Linked DNA regions of Mus musculus: regions 1, 2, 4, 5, 6 and 7 are each linked to region 3. The links are chromatin contacts, called in public HiChIP or PLAC-seq and promoter capture Hi-C maps. All regions are on one chromosome and are shown on one strand. The core of a region is the stretch at or near the end of the contact, and the rest is flanking DNA. Distances in the headings are between cores, read along the strand shown. Region 1 has its middle 50 kb from the start of Il12b. Region 2 has its middle 27 kb from the start of Il12b. Region 3 holds the start of Ttc1 (tetratricopeptide repeat domain 1). Region 4 holds the start of 4930597A21Rik (RIKEN cDNA 4930597A21 gene). Region 5 has its middle 23 kb from the start of Rnf145. Region 6 holds the start of Ublcp1 (ubiquitin-like domain containing CTD phosphatase 1). Region 7 has its middle 70 kb from the start of Il12b.

The links. Promoter capture Hi-C pulls out the DNA fragments that hold promoters and counts their contacts. HiChIP or PLAC-seq counts read pairs in DNA pulled down with a chosen protein or histone mark.
Region 1: a promoter capture Hi-C map of liver shows a contact between it and region 3, with 9 times the contacts expected there. The contact joins the enhancer-like site here to the promoter of Ttc1 in region 3. A contact is called at or near these places in 13 of 39 promoter capture datasets (the 3T3-L1 cell line, 3T3-L1-derived adipocytes, the C10 cell line and 9 more), 4 of 115 datasets of contacts at active chromatin or transcription factors (bone marrow-derived dendritic cells, embryonic basal ganglia, embryonic midbrain and 1 more) and 2 of 9 other capture datasets (liver and macrophages).
Region 2: an H3K4me3 HiChIP or PLAC-seq map of bone marrow-derived macrophages shows a contact between it and region 3, with 10 times the contacts expected there. The contact joins the enhancer-like site here to the promoter of Ttc1 in region 3. A contact is called at or near these places in 9 of 39 promoter capture datasets (the 3T3-L1 cell line, 3T3-L1-derived adipocytes, the HPC-7 cell line and 5 more), 1 of 484 Hi-C or Micro-C datasets (bone marrow-derived macrophages), 3 of 115 datasets of contacts at active chromatin or transcription factors (acute myeloid leukemia, bone marrow-derived macrophages and microglia) and 3 of 9 other capture datasets (embryonic stem cells, liver and macrophages).
Region 4: a contact with region 3 is called in a promoter capture Hi-C map of hippocampal neurons, with 3 times the contacts expected there. The contact joins the promoter of 4930597A21Rik here to the promoter of Ttc1 in region 3. A contact is called at or near these places in 4 of 39 promoter capture datasets (embryonic stem cells, hippocampal neurons, liver and 1 more), 3 of 115 datasets of contacts at active chromatin or transcription factors (bone marrow-derived macrophages, double positive thymocytes and large pre-B cells) and 2 of 9 other capture datasets (adipose tissue and liver).
Region 5: a contact with region 3 is called in an H3K4me3 HiChIP or PLAC-seq map of bone marrow-derived macrophages, with 5 times the contacts expected there. The contact joins the enhancer-like site here to the promoter of Ttc1 in region 3. A contact is called at or near these places in 3 of 39 promoter capture datasets (the HPC-7 cell line, cranial neural crest and stem cell-derived epiblast-like cells), 3 of 115 datasets of contacts at active chromatin or transcription factors (bone marrow-derived macrophages, large pre-B cells and neural tube) and 2 of 9 other capture datasets (embryonic stem cells and macrophages).
Region 6: a promoter capture Hi-C map of neutrophils shows a contact between it and region 3, with 5 times the contacts expected there. The contact joins the promoter of Ublcp1 here to the promoter of Ttc1 in region 3. A contact is called at or near these places in 18 of 39 promoter capture datasets (the 3T3-L1 cell line, the C10 cell line, the HPC-7 cell line and 12 more), 10 of 484 Hi-C or Micro-C datasets (B cells, bone marrow-derived dendritic cells, cortical glia and 6 more), 24 of 115 datasets of contacts at active chromatin or transcription factors (acute myeloid leukemia, bone marrow-derived dendritic cells, bone marrow-derived macrophages and 19 more) and 5 of 9 other capture datasets (adipose tissue, embryonic stem cells, liver and 2 more).
Region 7: a CTCF HiChIP or PLAC-seq map of the NIH/3T3 cell line shows a contact between it and region 3, with 14 read pairs. The contact joins the enhancer-like site here to the promoter of Ttc1 in region 3. A contact is called at or near these places in 13 of 39 promoter capture datasets (the 3T3-L1 cell line, the HPC-7 cell line, cancer-associated fibroblasts and 8 more), 1 of 15 datasets of contacts at CTCF or cohesin (the NIH/3T3 cell line), 3 of 484 Hi-C or Micro-C datasets (B cells, large pre-B cells and long-term hematopoietic stem cells), 18 of 115 datasets of contacts at active chromatin or transcription factors (the 230-238 cell line, VIP interneurons, acute myeloid leukemia and 14 more) and 4 of 9 other capture datasets (adipose tissue, liver, macrophages and 1 more).

The regions. Positions count from the first base shown.
Region 1 is chr11:44,348,331-44,351,031 of GRCm38.p6, reverse strand. No RefSeq gene overlaps it. Among named protein-coding and RNA genes, the nearest start is that of Il12b, 50 kb to the left of the region's middle. Within about 2 kb of position 1,266, at least 20 of the 459 cell types and tissues checked have an H3K27ac peak or open chromatin away from gene starts, as enhancers often do. A contact at or near this core is called in bone marrow-derived dendritic cells, where this site is marked.
Region 2 is chr11:44,371,735-44,374,434 of GRCm38.p6, reverse strand. No RefSeq gene overlaps it. Among named protein-coding and RNA genes, the nearest start is that of Il12b, 27 kb to the left of the region's middle. Within about 2 kb of position 1,389, at least 4 of the 459 cell types and tissues checked have an H3K27ac peak or open chromatin away from gene starts, as enhancers often do. A contact at or near this core is called in bone marrow-derived macrophages, macrophages and microglia, where this site is marked.
Region 3 is chr11:43,746,582-43,749,281 of GRCm38.p6, reverse strand. It overlaps Ttc1 (tetratricopeptide repeat domain 1), which reads left to right and starts at 1,274. Exons shown (of 8, transcript NM_133795.2): 1 at 1,274-1,360.
Region 4 is chr11:44,585,040-44,587,739 of GRCm38.p6, reverse strand. It overlaps 4930597A21Rik (RIKEN cDNA 4930597A21 gene), which reads right to left and starts at 1,423. Exons shown (of 4, transcript NR_126460.1): 1 at 1,390-1,423; 2 at 263-438.
Region 5 is chr11:44,494,976-44,497,864 of GRCm38.p6, reverse strand. No RefSeq gene overlaps it. Among named protein-coding and RNA genes, the nearest start is that of Rnf145, 23 kb to the left of the region's middle. Within about 2 kb of position 1,459, at least 110 of the 459 cell types and tissues checked have an H3K27ac peak or open chromatin away from gene starts, as enhancers often do. A contact at or near this core is called in bone marrow-derived macrophages and macrophages, where this site is marked.
Region 6 is chr11:44,469,161-44,471,860 of GRCm38.p6, reverse strand. It overlaps Ublcp1 (ubiquitin-like domain containing CTD phosphatase 1), which reads left to right and starts at 1,313. Exons shown (of 11, transcript NM_024475.5): 1 at 1,313-1,433.
Region 7 is chr11:44,328,364-44,331,063 of GRCm38.p6, reverse strand. No RefSeq gene overlaps it. Among named protein-coding and RNA genes, the nearest start is that of Il12b, 70 kb to the left of the region's middle. Within about 2 kb of position 1,388, at least 10 of the 459 cell types and tissues checked have an H3K27ac peak or open chromatin away from gene starts, as enhancers often do. A contact at or near this core is called in the NIH/3T3 cell line, where this site is marked.

The sequences.
Region 1 (2,701 bases), core at 17-2,516, 600 kb before region 3:
TCGCGCGCGCGCATGCGCGCGCGTGTGTGTATGTGTATGTGTGTGTGTGTGTGTGTGTGTGTATGTATACATATATACATATATATATTAATCATATATGGCATATTATATATATTGAATTATATCTGTATAAATTTATATAGGCCTTGATTCTGCATATGGGAGTTGCCATGCAAATTTAGACAAATTGAGACCTGTTTATCATGTCATTTCTGTCACAACTATTCAACCCTAGTGAATTGACATGACTGACTGTGTTACAATAGAACTTCATTTACAATGCCAAACAGGTTTGGCTGATGTCTTGGATTTGGCCATCAGGCTGTAGCTTACCTGAAGTAGCCAGTGAACTTCCCAAGAGTTTATAAGGAGGATGCAATTCATCTGGAATTAGTAAAGACCGAAAGTAGGGATTATATTGATCATTGAAGTGTTTCAAAGAAAGAGGAGAAATGACAGATGATGGGCCCTGTTCCCCCACAGGGACCTGGGAAGTACATTTGATTAGGGTGGGCCTTGAGATTTATAGCCAGCCTTCACTTCTTGTCCCGTCTCAACTTCCTGCTCTGTGGAGTTGTCCATACGCAGCTGTTGCACACATCTGAAACCCTGGAGCTATTGGCTGCCGTGCTTGCCCTGCCATAGAGGACACTACCCACCCCAACGGGGAGCTCAAGAAAATCCTTCATTACTTTCTTGTCAGGTACTGTGGCCACAATGATCACAACAATACAGCGTCATTATTGGGAGACATCCAATTCAGGTAAAGGTAAATGTTTGGGGTCGGGTGAAGTCAGGGTCGGGGATAAAGAAGACATTTAAGGAGAACAAATTTGGCTGAAGGAAATAAGTTGTCTCAAAGAGAAACATTCTAAAATGTCAGGGTGGAGGAGACAGCTGTGAGGGGACATTCCTGTAATTCTAGCACTGGGGAGGAGGAGGCAGCGTGATTGAAAGGCTAAGGCTAGCCTAGTATGTACATGGAGACCGTGGCCAAACAACACAGCACTACACCACAAAATGAAAACAAGAGCGATGACGGAAACTAGAACAATAAATAAATAAATGAGTGGCTAAACAAACAAACAAATGTGAGCTCTGGAAATAGCTGAATGAAGGTCTGTGTGCCTTCACACCAAGCCACAAGGGCTCAACTCTCTCTGCTGCACGGCCTGATGGCATTTCAACATTTCCCTACTTGAGTGCTTATTAATTAGTGAGTTTCCAGTTTGCCACGCGACCCAATGTTGCAAGAAGAGCCCTCGCATACCATGCCATTGTGAAATAGCGCACTGGCGAGAGCCTGGCAGTTGCCTAGCGAAGTGCCAAGATCTAGACACAGCCTCTCCTACTTCTCTGTTCCTTTTAGCTACCACTACCTGAATCATGGATGTCAAGAATCTGGAATGTGAGTGAGGGGCCAGCGCCTTCCATTGTAGAGATAGTCATTTGTAGATTGGTTCTTAACAGAGCATCTATCTGGCACCTGAAGCTAAGCACAAGTGGTAAATGAGACAAACAGGCTTCCGATCTGGAGAAGCTTCCATTCTAATGAGCTGCATGTTGGCAGATAGAGACACACAAAAGTCATATGAAGAAACTAGCTGTGGCTATAACAGAGTGAGGTCCTGTGGCAATTCCTAACATGGCACGTCTGAAACATTGGAGCATATACTGGGTGAGGATTTTTGTGTTGGGATGCTGCCAAGCCAAGGCTCCTTGATAAACATGGGTGCAGCTGGAGTTGCTAGGAGTCTATCTTTGCAGAAATTGAATGCTAGGGCCCAGTGCTTTTCTTGGAGAGCTGCAGTTTCTTCAGCTCCCTGGATATACTTCTTACACAGGGGCAGAACTTCTCAGGCTTAAAGAGGCATAATCTCTGGGCCATAAAACTCAATAGTTCACAGAGAAGAACTGATGCATTGCCGGGAACCCCTTCAAACTCAGAAGCTCATGAGGAGGTGAGGACATAATGGTTCTAATTACTTCTTGGGGGTTAAGGTCCTCATGAGTTAAGGTCTTTCTGACCCACATTGACTGACAAGTGTTTCCCTCCTTCTGCATCCCTCTGAGAAGCAGTTCCAGGCATTCTTCCCTTCTGGTAATCATGAGGTCTAGGGCAGTGTCCTAATACTTTTCTCTTAAGGCTTAGTTGCTCTGATGGAACAGAATGTGTGTGTGTGTGTGTGTGTGTGTTTGAGAGAGAGAGAGAGAGAGAGAGAGAGAGAGAGAGAGAGAGAGAGAGAGAGAGAGAGAGAGAGGGAGGGAGGGAGAGAGAGAGAGAAGGAGAGAAGGCTGAGAAAGAAGAGGGCATCAGAAAGATGAACCTGGTGAGGACCAAACCTCTTTGAATTCTACTGTGGGCCTCGTAACAGAAGCAGGAAGAGAAAGGCAGGCCTAGGAGGAGTGATAGCTTGGAGCAACTATTTAAGAAGTGACAGCAGAAGAGAGACCAAAACCGCAACACAGTTAATTAACATTTTCACTGGACATTGTTTGACTCTTTAGAAAGCCCCTAGTCTGAGGAGGGACAGTCCCTGGGCAAAGGGTTCTGCTCTGGACAAGAAAAAGATGTGGGTGGAACATGGATGAGGTGCGTGATCCCTTCCTCAAAGTACTCCCCATCAGCATCCCATGATGCTGGAAAGCCCCCAGGCTGGCTGTCCTTTCCTTTTGGCCACAATTATGAAGTTCACAATGT
Region 2 (2,700 bases), core at 140-2,639, 630 kb before region 3:
TATACTCTTGGGAATCTGAAGTTTCCCCACCCTTTTCTTGAGTTTTGCAGTATTTTCCACCCATGGCAACAGGTAGACTGGGTAAGAAACTATCCTAGTTAAGGATTGTCACAATGTATTGTTCTTCCTCAGAACCTTCCCAGACTCCTCCAGCAAAATTCGTGGCAGGGAGCATGTGCAGCAAGCAGGTAGTGACAGAATAGAATCCCACTGAATTTGGTGGACATGGTTGTCAGCATCCACCTACAGAAGCCATGTCTTTTTGAACGTCTCCTTGGGGAGTCACCAGTGATACAGACTCCCTTTTTTTCTGATATGTCTCTAATATGTCTCTGTATTTCATTTTTTTAAAAAAATCAAATGTTTGGATTATGAAATAGGTCAGCTAAACACAGAAACTACACTGACAGATTCAATTCACCACCACAAGTAAGTGTGTGAAATCGTGAGTGTAACCACATTTCTCAGATGGTGAAGAAAATGTGCAACCATCTTTCTTGAAATGAAACCAAGAGACCGATGAGTGTCTTTCACTATCTGATAGTCAGGCCCATAAAAATAAACCAATTTATGAGAAGGTCTGAAGGGCAAGTTTAAGTCCCTCTATGTCTTCAGAGAAAAAAAGTGTGTGTGTATGTGTGTGTGTGTGTGTGTGTGTGTGCATGGACAACTTTTGAACATTGGTTCTTGTCTCCCACCTTGCTTTTACGAAGCAAGATCTCTCTTGTTGCTGCTACTGCCCTCTCTCCTCCAAACTAGCTGGGCAATGATCTTCCAGATATTTTCCCTACTCATCCTCCAATCTCTCCATAGGAATGTCGAGGTCATAGATGTGTGCCACATCCTGCCTTTTATGTGGATTCTGGGGGTGAAAAGCAGGTAGTCAGACTTGGGTGGCAAGCTTTTACCCAGTGAGCTAGCCTTCTGCCCCCCCCCCACTGATGCTTTCTAATCTTTCTATCTGTTATAGGGGTATTTTGTCTGTGTACAATGTGCACACCTGGTGCCTCCAAAGGCCAGAAGAGTTCATCAGGTCCCCTATGGCTGGAGTTAAGGTTGTGAGCCACCATAGTTGTGTTGGGAATCAAGCCTAGGTCTTTCTTGATAGAGCAGTTATATACACAGTGTCATACTCGATTTCTTGCCATTAACATTCCTGTTCTTGCCAGGGGTGGGGAAACCACAGCTCACTGTGTATCTGAAGCCCATGGATACTCAGAGACAAGTCCTGGCTTCCTGTCCAGACCGGACACGAGTGTTTTTGCTTTAAGCCCACAAACTCCACTTTCTCTCCCTGACAGGGTTTTCACTTCTCAGTAGGGGCAGGCATGTTCAAGGAATTAGAAGGGAAACGGAGAGGAGGAAATAGAGGAAGAAGGAGTCATGTGGACGAAGCGGAGGCCAAGGGAAGAGTAGGAAGAAGGCTTAGTGACAAAGAGGAAATCGGTGTAGAGCCATAGAAACCCAAAGATCTAATGTTAAGAGAGGAAACTCCATGGAAAATCCAAACAAAGAAAATACCACAAGGGAGGAAAAGAAAAAGACAGGGTTCCTCCTGTAAGCTCACTGCTTGTTAGGAACCAAAACACTGTGATTTCATCCAAACCCAGACCCCAGGTTTCTGTTTTGATCAGATTAAAATGGCCATTGAAAGCTGAGCCAGTGCTCAGTATCACACAGGTGGTACAGAAAACTGACCCAGGTTCCACTGCCCTGAAGGTGGATCCACAACGGGCACAAGTCAAACTTTTGGAGGCACCTAGCTTATGAGGCTACACTGTCTGTTTGCGTACCCTGCCTGGTAGTTTCCTGTGCCATCTCATGGTGGCTTCTTCCCAATGACTGATATTTTGGGTAGTGTCTGAAGTGATTGACTAGCTTGGTCCTTAAACCAATCATGTCCAAACTTGGGGGTAACCTAGAAACCAAGGATCATGTTAGGCGATATCTTATTCTCCAAAAGAAGGGAGAAGAAATGAAAGAGAAAGCTGTCAGTCTGTCAGTGACAGTGCATCCCTGTCATGACTGTCCCATTTGAGACATGCATTGGTTGCTGAGGTGGGTGGAATGACAGCCACATACACACTGTCCATCGTTTGGTAGAGCTGTTGCATGGCTCTCAGAGTCTCTATTGGCTGAGTGGGTGCAGGGGCTACTGTGTGGGAGCAACTGCTGCAAGGACAGACTGCCCCCTGTTGCAACTCATCTTCTTGAGAGCCCCCTCGATCTTAATTTAACACTTAGCTGTTCATTCAGGAAAGGGATGTGAACTTAAAAAAATAGTATAATCTGCTAAGTGCAATGGTGCCCAACTTTAGTCCCAACACTTAGGGTACAAAAGTAGGTGGATCTGGGAGCTGGATCCAGCCTGGTCATCTACATAGTGAGTTCCAGTTCAGCCAGAGATACACAGTGAGAGCCTGTATGAAAAAAAAAAGAGAGAGAAAAAGAGAGAATATTTTTTTCTTTTACAACTTCATACATGTAAACACTGTATTTTGATCATATTCATCCCTAACTCACACTTCCTGATCCTCTCAGGAACCCATAGGAACCCCTCCCTCTCCATCTCTCTTCCTCCTCCTCTATTGCTGCCTCTGTGAATCACTGAGGACAATCAGTCCTGCCTGATGGGATGTTGACTGATACTGTTGACTGTGTCCTGCGCAGGTAACCAACCAGAGCTTCTATGAATTCATG
Region 3 (2,700 bases), core at 25-2,524:
TGGCCTCGAACTCAGAAATCCCCCTGCCTCTGCCTCCCAAGTGCTGGGATTAAAGGCGTGCGCCACCACAGCCCAGCGGTATGGGTATGTCTTATGTTTCATTTCAGTGTTAAATCTTTTTTTTTTTTAATAATTCTGTATAGCTCCGGCTGTCCTCGAACTCACTCTTTAGACAAGGCTGGCCTCAACTCAGAAATCTGCCTGCCTCTGCCTCCCATGTGCTGGGATTAAAGGCAAGTGACACCACTGCCTAGCTTCTGTGTTAATTCTTAAAGTATCTACATTTAAAAACAAATAAATCAAAGGAACAGTATTTCTGTCTATGAAATTTTGTATAACTCTATGGAATTTTTTTAACTTTACTGTTATCTAATTAACTCTTCTGGTGTGCATGAGTGTTTGTTTACATGTATGCCTGTTTACCATGTGTGTGCCTGGTGGCCATGAAGTTCAGAAGAGGATCTTAAATGCCCTGGAACTGGAGTTAAAGTTGTGGTAAGCTGCTATGTGAGTACTGGGGATTGAACCCTGGTCCTCTGAAAGTGCAGTCATTGCTCTCAATTGCTAAGTCATGCTTCCTAGCCCCTTGTGGGAATTCATGACTGAGCCTAGGAGAGACTTAACCAGTCTTGATGAAAGGCTACTTTCCTTTCCGATGTCTTTTTAATTTTCTCCATCTTTGCTATCCTGTCACAAGAAGAATGGCATTGTTTCAATTTTTTGCAAATCTCTGATTTAATACAGGACAGGTGAAGGCCTGGAGGTCTAGCTCACAAATAGACGGACTTGCCTAACAGCTAGAATAATTCACCCCTTTTTGTATTCCTTCTGTTGCACTATATCAGAAGACAACCTCTGGAAAGCGCTGTACAGTCATGAGAAAATGAGTGGAAAAAGTGTGTAATATTTACTGTTTTGAAAACTGTTACTCTCCTAACAGAGCTCTTGAAAGGCACTTTGGAAACTACTGGAAAGAAATGTTTATTTAGGGACGAAGGATGTTTTCGGGTTCTTATGCACATTCCTAACATGAGGGACGCCAGAATAAAGACGTTTTTAAAGCCACAAGTAGTCGCGTTTGAAAAATTACTTTGTGCTAATTGGCAGGATTTGACATAACTCAAGATGACAGCTGAGGCTCATAGTACTGAGCCGTACAGTGACGTCACACAGCTACTTCCGCTCACTCTCTTCGAGTTGGCCACTACATTTCCCAGAATGCTTTGCCAGCAATGGCGCCATTGGCCAGCGCGGCCGGAAGTGCACCTGACTCAGGAGGAAGTAGAAGGACTCGGAGGCAGGAGCGGTGGAGAGAGGAGCTGGGAGGTTGTGAAGCCCATCGTGGGTCTCGCGGCGTTCGGTGAGGACTGTGGCCTGGGACAGGCGCGGGGTCGCGCGGGGAGGGGCTTTTCTAACCTTGACTCATAGCCGGGAGGGACGCGACACTCGAGTAAAAGCGAAGCCTGCGAGTCCTGACCCTCCCTTTTAACTTTTCCTTTTAACAGGCTAGGACGAATTCGGACTTTAACGCGACACTGGGTCATTGGCGTGGTTTTGCTGCGACCAGAGGGGTGGCAGGCACCGCAGAGGTTCTGACTCAGCTTCTAGAGCAGCAGTGGTTAATAGGATGAACGTAAAATCATCAGAGTCACTTTAAAAAAACAGAGATGCTCTGACCTGACTGCAGACCAATATTGTCAGGATCTGGGCAGCAGGGTTGCGCAGCGAGAGTTGAGAACCGGCTCTTCCAAGGCTGAGTTCTGAGTCCCTGGAGGATGCCTGTGAAAACATCTGCGCAAAGGCTCCCCTTCCAGAATTAGCTACCTAAGCTATACCGCTTGCATTTGCTTACGATGATAAGCACGATTTGGGCACAGATGCCATCTTGGGCTCCATAAGAAACTTATTCTTCGGCTCCCGGTGGCGATAGTGTCCCATTCGGACTTCATTGTTTCCTGTTGACAACTTGGTCATTTATTCTGAACAAAGATTAGAACTCTTTCTTTCTTTCTTTCTTTCTTTCTTTCTTTTTTTTTCCCCTGCAGCTGTTTTGGATTCTGTCTAATTTGTGCCATCCAGCAAGCTGCCGGACGTGGAAAAGTCACATTAAAATCAGTCTTTTCATTTAGGGTATGGATCGAGGGTGTGGTTCAGTTGTTTAAATGGCTTACATGTACCACAAAGTCTGAGATTCGGTCTCCAACACCAGTGGGAAGTGGGGATGTTAGTCTTGGTATAAGTCTGATACCATATTTGATCAGCAAGACTATCAGTTAAAATGATAATTGGCATTGAGTGTGAGTTTATTATACTCTAGTTTGGGGCTGGGGAGGGGCCTAATACAGGGTCTCATAGCCCAGGCTAGCCTCACATTTGCTGTGTAACCAAGGATGGCCTTGAACTTCTGATCTTTCTAACTACATCTCCCCAATGATGAGACTGCAGGAATGGGCCACCACAATTGGTGATATCCTGTTTTTAAAATGACTTCCTTGGACAGGCATGATCCATACTCCTTTAATCCAGCAATGGGGAGACAGAGGAGGGTGGATCTCTGAGATCAAGGCCAGCCTGATGAACAAAACAAGTTCCAGAACAGCCAGGGTCACACAGAGAAACCCTGTCTCAAAAAACAAAAACAAACAAACAAAAAAAAACAAGCCGGGCATGGTGGTGCACTCCTTTAATCTCAGCACTCAG
Region 4 (2,700 bases), core at 174-2,673, 840 kb before region 3:
ACAGGACAAAAACACAGCAAGTGCCAGGCCCTGACCTTCAGCACATAGTACCTAGGTCAGATTTAATTACCCCACTCTAATATATATATGGAGGGGTGTGTATTTATACATATGTGTGGAGCCAGTATGTGTTTATATTTTCATGGTCACATATGTGTGGCTGCACATGTATGGTGGTGCATGTGTGCATGTGTGTGCGCATGAATGTGGTAGTCCAGAGTTGAAGGCAAATGTCTTCTTCAATCAATCCCCCCTTACTTACGGAGGCAGGGTCTCTCTTTAACCCTAAAGGTCTCCAATTCTGGCTAGTCTCACTAGCCAACTTGCCAAGGGGATCTTTACGTCCCGGGTTCTGGAATTACTGGCAGCCAGTCCTCTTGCCTGGCTGATCCACTGGATCATATCTACAGTCTCTAAGTTATTCCCTCTGGGTACCTTCTACTTATGCAAGGGAAAAGGTTTACATTTGTGATTGTAACATTATTGAGATCTCTTTACTTCCATTTACATAAACAGAGATAAACACAAATGAGATAAATAAGGGGGTGTGGGCCTGGAGGTCCATCCCATATACAATCACCAAACCCAGACACTATTGTGGAAGCCAACAAGAGCTTGCTGATAGGAGCCTGATATAGCTGTCTGCTGTGAGGCTTTGCCAGTGCCTGACAAATACAGAAGTGGATGCTCACAGTCATCCATTGGACGGAGCACAGGGTCCTCAATGAAGGAGCTTGAGAAAGTACCCAAGGAGCTGAAGTGTTTTGCAGCCTCATAGAAGGAGCAACAATATGAATTAACCAGTACCCCCAGAGCTCCCTGGGATTAAACCACCAATCAAAGAAAACACATGGTGGGACTCATGGCCCTAGTTGCATATGTAGCAGAGGATGGCCTGGTCGGTCATCAATGGGAGGATAGGCCCTTGGTCCTGTAAAGGCTCTATGCCCCAGTATAGGGGAATGCCAGGGCCAGGAAGCAGGAGTGGGTGGGTTGGTGAGCAGGGGGAGGGGGGAGGGGGAGAGGATGTTTTGGGAGAGGAAACCAGGAAAGGGGATAACATTTGAAATTTAAATAAAGAAAATATCTAATTTAAAAAAAAATAAGGGGGTGTGGGGCAGAGGGAGGGGCAGGCTGACAGAGTAAACAGTAATGGGTCCAGAGTGGTCCAGAGAAAAATTTCTCGTAAGAACACTGAAACACTTTCAATCAGAAAATATCAGCTTAAAGGCTACCCTAATCCCTACCTTAAAGCTTACCCTAATCATTTTACACATAAGGAAACCAGGGCCTGGGGGTCAGCAGGAATCACCCAGTCCACAGTATGAAATGGTAGACACAAACTTAATCTAAAACTTCGTTCTCCACCTCCATTACCTCTAACCTTACTTAATTTGTAGGTCTTTCCAAGTCTGTGTGTGTTAGAATTGCTTAAATGTATCTGCTTTAAGAATCCAAGAACAACGGATGCACCCACAAAGGCAGTTGGAAAACTGAACAAACTGCAGGACCATGGTGACATCTAGTGGTAATCTTTGGTAGTGCACCTGTCTAGAAGACCTTTGATTTAATCAGGCTTACCATGAAAGCAGAAATATTCTTTTGTACACTGTTCCCTAGTTTGAGTTTGTCTGCTATGGTTATGAGATATACTTGAACAGTAATCCCACATATAGGATTATATGCTGAAGAATATATATATATATATATATATATATATATATATATATATTCAAATCATAGCAAAAGGCACATGACAAAGGCTTGTCATGGCACTGGTTATATTGAGTGTTTGGTTACAGTGGTCCTGACCACCAAGATTCCATCTTAGAAAGCTGCTGTGAATTCTCTTCTAATTAATAAGGGATTCATGGAGTAACAATGTTCGAGTTTGCAAAGCTGATGTTTTTGCTTGAAACCTCAATGAAGTAACAGTTGCAAAATAGTAACCTAATGCTGTCATTTTTTACTCTAATTTTACTCATTAGGATTTTAACATAAAAAGGGAACCTTCCCTATACTCCCATTTTTTATTAATTAATTCTTACATCATCCAGAGTCTTAGATTTCATGAGCTGACTCAGGTATAGATGACATCATCTGTATCTGAAGTGTCAGACGTAGATTACAGTTCTACATTAATTACAGAGTATATCTAAAGCTTCCTAATTTGCTGCAGTGGAGATTGGACTAGGGTGCCATGCATGTGAGGCTATTGCTCTGCCTCTGAGCCACAAAGCGAGCCCTCTGAACCTTTACACAACCTGTATCCAGGCCGAGCCCTTGCCTTAACCCCAACTATCACGCTTAATTTTGAATAAAGGAAGTGTAGTGTGAACCAGAGAAATGTCCTGAAATATAACCCTGCCTATCCAAAAAAAAGAAAGAAAAAAAGAAAAAAGGGAAAGAAAGAAAGAGAGAGAGAGAGAAAATAAGAGAGAGAGAGAGAGAGAGAGAGAAAGGAAGGAAGGAAGGAAGGAAGGAAGGAAGAAAGAAAGAAAGAAAGAAAGAAAGAAAGAAAGAAAGAAAGAAAGAAAGAAAGAAAGAAAGAAAGAAAATGGAGTTTCAATTGGGAAGTTGTCTATTGGCACTGGGGTTTTTTTTTTTTTTCCATTTTTTATTAGGTATTTAGCTCATTTACATTTCCAATGCTATAACAAAAGTCCCCCTTACCCACCCACCCCCACTCCCCTACCCACC
Region 5 (2,889 bases), core at 210-2,709, 750 kb before region 3:
GTGTGTGTGAGTGTGTGTGTGTGAGTGTGAGTGTGTGTGTGTGTGTGTGTGTGTGTGTGTGTGTGTTTGAGGTTCCAGCATTCACATGCGTGTACACCAAGTAAGTCATTGAAAGATGTCGGATGCCCTGATCTACCATGCTTTATCACCTTCTTCTGAGGCAGGCATTGCCACAGAGCCTGGAGCTGGCCACTTTTCAGGTAGGCTGGTTCCCGGTGCTGCTCCAGACCTGAGAGTCCACAGTCAGCTTTTTCCTTGGGTGTTTGTTGGGCATCTGAACTCGGCTCCTCATATCTGCACAGCAAGCACTGTTAACCAATGATCACCTCCACGCCCCCAATTTCAATCTTTTACAAAGGCAGCCTGGGATCAAGTAGTCTTAAGTTTGTTTGTTTTTTTTAAGGTGGTTATTAGCAATAATATGAAAATATCCTATTCTTTACCAGGGGGTTAAATGACAGATTTTTAAAATTGAAAAATTTTTGATAATTTCATACATGTATTCTTATTTACCACATTTCACCACTTCCTCTTGCCTCTCCAACTCCTTCCATGCCATCTTCACTCCCTCTCAAGTTCATACCCCCTGCCCCGGTTGTTACTGCTCCTTGACTATACATAAACACACATATACCCCACGGAGCCCATTTAGTCTTGCTTGTATGCATATGTGTTAAGGGCTGAACACTTGGGCTTGGATAACTTATTAAAGGGCTTGACCCATAGAGAAAGCTAAACTCCCCCCCCCCCTCAGAAGCCATTGTTTGCCCATAGTTGACACGGCAGATTTTTAAGAGCAATCTGAGCATTCAGAAGCAATTGAGCTGAGAATAAAAGAAAAGGAGTGAGCTGGTTGTTAGAAAATGCAGGGGAAGTCCAAGTGCAAGAAGATCCGACTAAAGTAGCCCTAAGGTCAACACATGAGGCAATGGCACAGCCTTAATAAGAGGTGGTTTGTCTTCACCCGAGTCCGAGTCAGCAGTTACAAGAAGTTAAAGGGAAGGAAAAGAACAAACACAAGAGGTTAAAACTTCTAGGGAATTTTAAGATTAGGCTGCTGTTCTTGGCTTACAGATCTGCAAGCAGGATCTCACTTGGCAGAGAGGGAAGATTGCCCAGAAGACTAATCAAATGGGAGTTTTATTGAAGTGAAATTCAGAAAGCATGAGCCAATCATTTTCTTTTAAAAAAGTATTTGAACCAGTGCCTTTAAGTATGTTCACAGTGTTAGACAACCATTGCTACTCTGATGTCAGACCCTTGCTGTCAACTTGAAAGAATCGTATGCTCAGAGGGCCCAGGTTAGTGACAGCCCTGTAACTTTTCCCTCTAAACTCTTTCAGACTAATAAAGGCATCACGCTTTCTAAGCCAAGAAAGGACAGCCTGGTTTCCTGTTAGCCCAGTTCTGCTCTCTCAGGGGGGAGGGCCCTCTCCCCAGGGCCTTTCTTCTTTGTTTCTCAAGCACTGGAGGGCTTTGGAGGCATGCCTGTGAGCAATGAGACATAACTGAACTGGGACCTCACAGGTGTTGGTGTCTTTCAGAGAGCCTGCTGGGACTTCCTGGTGCAGTCTTTGAAACTGAAAGAGGAGTTGGTTCCAGCTTTTCCGTGAATAATGCTGACTTCTAGAAGGAACTGGGAGTGGACTCCAGTCAAGGCAATTCTCTCAAGCAGTACATGTAGATTACTGAGAGCCCAGGTGCCAATCTGGTCTTGGGAAAAGCTCTGGAGTTTGGGGACCAGGAAGGTGGCACTAAGGAACAAGCCTTTGGCTGAGGCTCTGCGCAGAGGCCCAGGACAGGCTTTGGGAAAGGAGCAGCCTTCCTAACTCAACTCTGGGAGACTGGCTTTCCTGAGACTACACCATCACTATCACCACCTCCACCACCTCCACCACCACCACCCACCACCACCACCACCACCACCACCACCCACCACCACCACCACCACCACCACCACCACCACCACCACCACCACCACCCACCACCACCACCACCACCACCACCACCACCACCACCACCCACCACCACCACCACCACCACCACCACCACCAACCACCACCACCACCACCACCACCACCACCACCACCCACCACCACCACCACCACCACCAACCACCACCACCACCCACCACCACCACCACCACCACCCACCACCACCACCACCACCACCACCACCAACCACCACCACCACCCACCACCACCACCAACAACAACAACCACCACCACCCACCACCACCACCAACAACCACCACCACCACCACCACCACTAGCACCACCACCACCACTAGCACCACCACCACCAACAACAACTACCACCACCACCACCCCTTGACCAGCACCACCACAACCACCACCAGCATCAGCATCACCACCAACAGCAACACTAGCACCACCAACAGCAGCAGCACCATACCACCATTTTCAGAAATTGTAGAGTGGCCATCGACGGGGTTTATTTGCAGCTGGAGACATGGGAAGAAGGGTAACTTCTTCCCTAATGTATACATCACTATATACAAGTGGTTCTATCTTTTGAAGTGTAAACACTATTCTTTTGGTCTTGGGAGTGTTGGTTGAGCCTTAAAAACGTCAGGTTTTGCCAGATTCTTAAGCAGACTTTTAACATTGGCTGCTGGGGAAGAAAAACAACAACAAAAACTCCACGCACTGTAAATTGATGCCCCATTCTTGTCTCACCCAATGAGGAGTACTTGTCTCTAGGCACCTGTCTACCTTAAACACAACTGGGCTCACACAGGATGTTGTGGTAGGAACCTACTTTCTGTGCATATTATCAGAAAAGAACCCATAGTAAAAACTGCCCATTTGCTCACATATGCTATAGGTTAAACACAGGTTGAAGTTCAAAAGGAAGATTAAGGGTTAA
Region 6 (2,700 bases), core at 64-2,563, 720 kb before region 3:
ATGTTTTCCCCCTCCCTCCAATTACATTAATTTTTCTGTGGGTCTGTTTGTACCAAGGCACAGGAAGTCTGAGAACAACTGTCAAGAGGTGGCCACGCCTCTTATGGGTCTCTAAGATTGAATTTGAAGTTTTAAAAAGTATCAGATATACTTATCTAGGGGCTGATGATGTAAACATTCTTCAAGTTACTTTTTAGGTCTTTCTTTTCTTTTTTCTTTTGCATAACAAGTAACACTGGGAATTTCTTGAATGGATGAGAAGGGTTAGGTCCCGTTGAGGCTTTCTTCTGTCTGAGTCAGAGTTTCAGTCTGTATCCCAGGGCTGGAACTAGAATTCCCTATGCCCAGGCTGGCTTCAAATTTATGCACTATCCTACTGCCTCAGCTGGGATTACAGGCAAGAGCCGCCTCCAGGGGTTCAAATGGAGACTGCTTTGATAGCTAAGAAAAACTCCACTTTATGTGAGGCACCCATTCTAAATTCCGAAAAGATAAGTTCCTAGCAACTCTGACTCCTTGCCCCTTCCCCATGAATTGGAAAACTGCTATGAAATGATTAACTGCTGGCTCTGATTTCTGCGAACTCCGCTCATCATTACGCACAGGGGGTGGGGGGTGGGGGTGAGGCAGTTCCTCACATAGCTGTCAATCCCACAGAAATGAAGTAATTGTAACTGCCCTTAAAAGCCCCTTTCCTGTTTTAGCTCACAGGAACTAAAGAGAGCGGCTGCTTAAGAAGAAAAACTCGGATAACTATAATTTAAACGGAGTCTCCGGTCTCTCCGAGTGACTTCGAACGCTGCAGCATTTATTTCTATGAAAGCATGGCATTCTTCTGTAAAGAGAACTAGCTTTCCTTGCATTTAAGGAGGCAAAGCAAGCACGAGTGGGTGGAGCCGACCGACACACAGATCTGGAACACCGTTGTCACACGGATATTTGTTCCATGAGTGTTTGGATCACTTTGGCCGGCTTTCCCCTGGAGTGGGCAAATTATATTCCTGGCTCCTTGCGTCTCTAGAAAAGTCTCCTCTTCAGTCCTCAAAGGTCGGCTTCATTCGGAACGCGACACTGCCACAGGAGTCACAGGGCTCCGCAAAGCTCAGCTCTGGTGGAAAAAAAAAAAAAGTCGCCACCGGGCCGGAGCATGCGCAGAACAGCCGGCGGCGGCCACCAAGAACCGGGAGGGGTCTCTTTCACAGAGGTCAAAGTCTGGAAAACACTCGGCCGGCCTGGGCTCCGCAGGCGTCACATCGGAGGAGAAACCAAACAAGCGGCAGCCGCATTTCCCCCTCCCCTACAACACATTTCCGGTCTCAACCACACTTTCCGGTCCGCCCGCCGGTTCCGGTCCCGCCCCTCGCTTCCGGTCTCCTTAGGTTCCGCTGCGGCCGGCTTTTTCGTCCGCTGTAGCTGGTTCCGCCGCGCTCCAGGTGAGAGGACGCGGGGTTCTCCGGCGCGCCTGCCTGTGAAGGCGACGCTGCGGCCGGGGGATGCCACTGAACTGCATGCGCCCCGTGGTTTGTCTCGCTGCGGTCCGGGTGGGCTGGGACTGCAGCTGTCCCGCCTGGCCCCCAGAGGCCCCTGTCCCGGCGCACTGCGGGTCGTGGCCGCAGCCTTCGCATCCGGCCTTCTCACCTGACCCCAAGGCTTCCCACGTCCCAGAATGTTCTGCGTCCGCGGGCCTCGTCCCCCGCTCCTGCAGGGTCTGTCTTGTCCTCCCCTCACGCGGGTTGTCGAAGGCGTCCGAGGCAGCTTGTTTCTGAGACTCTGCCTGTCTTGGGATACTCCCGGGGCAGTCCGGGCTGCACCCCGCGCGGCTCCTGCGGGCCGGCGCCAGGGCCCGCGGCCCAGCACCGCACGCTCACTCTTGCCGGGCTGGATGAAAAGTTCACACTGTCACTTTTGAAATTGCCGCCGTTGGCTGCTTTTCGTGATGCGGTGTTGGGCGAGAGTCGCTGTGACTTATTTTGCAGGTTTCTAATCTGTACAGTGAGGTCGCTTGTTAGTCCAGGATTGTGAAGATTAAGATAGCGATAGTTAACGTGCTCAGCCCTCACTGCTACCGTTCTCCTAGCTCCTCGCGGCTTATCAAATGCTGTCAGGTGTTAGCGCTTATCAAAACACATACATGTGAACTGACTCATCTCTGGGTTTGGAAGGCTGAGGGCTAGAGAGGTAAGAGACTAGGCAAACCCAACACAGGATGTTAGGCAGAACTCCAGTATAAACATACGTTGATTACATATCCCATAAAAATGTCCTCTTTGAGTTGGATCGCCATCACCACCCACTCCCACCCCCCAATTTGGGGGACAAATGTGATAAACCATTAGCATTGTATGAGAAAGTATAAAAATGCCCATGCTTTTTTTGTCCTGCATGATTCTCAGTAGTGATGAAATGAGATTCAAAAATTAAAAAAAGTTTTAAGAACTTAAGCTGGAAAGGTTTGTATAACCTTTTTTTTTTTTCTATGCCCAGAGTCTTGGGGCATTTGACAACTTGTCTTTACCATTTGTAGCACAAGTTCTTTATGAAGTAGTGCCTGTTGTTAAGTGCATGGGGCCCATGCCATTGGCAGGTTTTTCTAAAGCCGGTAACAGAAGAGCCTAGAGGAGTAGCATGCTCAGCCTCTACCACCTCAGAGGTGGTAGAAAAAGACTGGTTAAAGTGGACATTGTTAGGTCTCTTTCCTTA
Region 7 (2,700 bases), core at 139-2,638, 580 kb before region 3:
GGTGATTCACCTGATTAGGTGCTGACTAGGAAATAGAAGCGAGGGATGACATTGCACATTTGTCAGGAGCATCCTAGGGAGGATATGCCTGAGGGTCTTAGGTACCATTCGAAAAACCTTCAGTGTATATTGGCCATTTTCCATGCGTTAGCCCAGCTCATGGTCAAGACTGGATGGACCCTCCTTGAAACACCATCGAATCCTTCATCCTTCCCTTTGTCTCTCTTCTGTCCAGAGATGCTGGAGAGGAGCTGTGCAAAGCCTGTGAGGGTTGCATCTCCTTAGGGCCATCGCCAACCCCAAGAATTGTATTTTAGAAGCTCATTGAACTGGAGAGGAATGAGCTTCAAGTATCAGCCTCTGGAGACACAAAACTATTAGAGCTAATGGCGGTGCCAATTAGCATAACTACTGCACACACAGAGTGAGCTGGGCACGGTGCTGGAGGGCTTGTGTGCACTTTCTTACCACGAACCCTATGAGATGTTTTATGATGTCACTTTTTCACGTGGGGACAGTGAGGGGCAGAGAATGTCAACAACTATGCCTAGGACACACAGCTCTGGAGCGACAAACCTGAAGCCAAAGCCAGCTGTGACTCTGATGTTTGCTGTGGAGAAGGGGCCAGTAATCAAACATGCGACAAAATGATAACTTGCTCTTAAGGTGGCATTTGTGGGATAGCTTTGTATCCCTTCAGAAGACTACGAGGAGGAGGAAGCCATGTGTGACAGAGACTGGGGAACATCTGGAACCGTGGTGTCATGTGGGGAGATCTCTGGGGTCTGCTAAGGGTTCAGGAGGGAGAGATGAGGAAGGGGAAGGCCTGGAAGAAAACGCCTGCAGCAAAGGCAAGGGGAGAGATGTGGCCTCTGTTTCAGGGACATCAAAAGACAGAGGAGTTACCTGTCATGAACTGCACTTGGAGGAAGGGGAAACTGAAACATGGCAAGGCAGCAGCCTTGGCTAAGGGCAGTGGCTTAGAGGCAGGGTTAGGATAGGAAATGCCATCTACAGAACCCCAGAGCTTCTGCAGGGTGGCAGTCATCTCAGAGTCTCATGTCCATCACCAATAAAGAAAAATACTGCTAACCCCTGGGAGGATCTAGGCCAGCCAGCCACCCAGCCACAGCCAGGGCTCCGATGTCGGGGATGTGGGACTGTGGTAGCAGAACGAGTTCCCTTTCCTTTCCTCTCCTTTCTTTTTTCTTTCTCCCTTCTCCCTTCTTCTCTTCTCTTTTGAAGCAGTGCTACACTCTAGCCCACGCTAGCCAAGGCTGGCCTTAGATGTGCTGCAGTCATCTTGTTTCAGTCTTGTGAGTGTGGGCTCGATCTACCCACAATCTAATCCACAGACAGCTGGAATAATTCCCAAGGTTTAAGATGTTGACAAAAGACTGTGTCTGTGCACCACACCCAGATTTATTTCTCCTCCTCCTAGGGATCACATTACTCACCCCTTTTTTTAAAAAAATATTTCATAATCTCTCTCACCAAACTATAACAAAGTGTGAGATGAGTTTAGAATCCAGCAAGTAAGGGACCAGAGAGGATCCCGTCCCAGCCTGCTCTGCTTCGTGATTGGTTCTTCTTTCTTCCCCGATTCTGTAATTGTCATCCTGCCTTTCTCCCCAGCCCCTTAAGGCACCTGGTCATAGACAAGGTTTCAGAAGCCTGAAAGGCTTTCATGGGCTGGTGCCTGATAGAGCCAGCCAGGAGAACCTACCCCAGTCTGCCTGCTGCTTGGCACTCTTCTGCCATATGAGTCTCTAGGATTCTACTTCTCCCTACCTGCCCCACCACAGCAGTTGCTGATGGATAGTGAATGTTCCAAGCTCCACCACAGCTAAGCTCTAGGTATTTGGCTCTTGATCCCCAAGAGCATCCTTCTATAGTTTTTGAACCAAATGGAGTCATGGCTAGCTCTACTGAAGTAAAGTTGTCATGGCCTTGAAGAGATACTTGTAGAGTCTGGAGTGATATCCATTAACCTCAGACCAGGTGCTGAGGTTGGGTCTAGTGTAGAATAGAAGTCATTTGTAGATGAAGGTAAGGAATAAGAGGCATCCGAGAACATCCCCTGTTTATGGGTTTAAAATGTAATCACCAAGTTAATAATAAGAATATTGACTGGCCTGTTTTTCTCTGTGGAGGAGAGAAGAGAACCTGCACATCAATCAATCAATCAATCAATCAATCAATCAATGATCTACTTAGTCAGCATTTGCACATTGAGCATCTATTCTGGTGGAGAACACCAGAGACAGCATAAGATGAAATGAATAGAACCTTTGCCTTCATTGGGCCCTTCATTCTATTGTGGAAAGGAACTGGCCAATGAACAAACAGGTCTAACACAATTCCTAGATAATGAGGAAAGCAACCAGGCAACAGGCAGAAGGGCTGGCAGAAGGGATCTGTCTGCACACGGGCCATCTTTCTAGGTCTGGGTGGTACTAACATCAGGTGGCTTTTCTTAGAAGTAGATGGGTCTTCATTCACAGAATCAGGTTTGCTTCATACAGGAGAAATATTATCCAGATCAGTACCTCACAGGGGAAGGTCAGAGCCAGAGTGTCGAGAGTGAGGTTCTTCAAAGCTCCACACGAGGAACCTCTGTCCATCCTTCTGAAGTGAAGGTGGGCACATACATTCAAGAGGCATGATCATATTGATTATATGTTCTAGCACTGAGTCTGC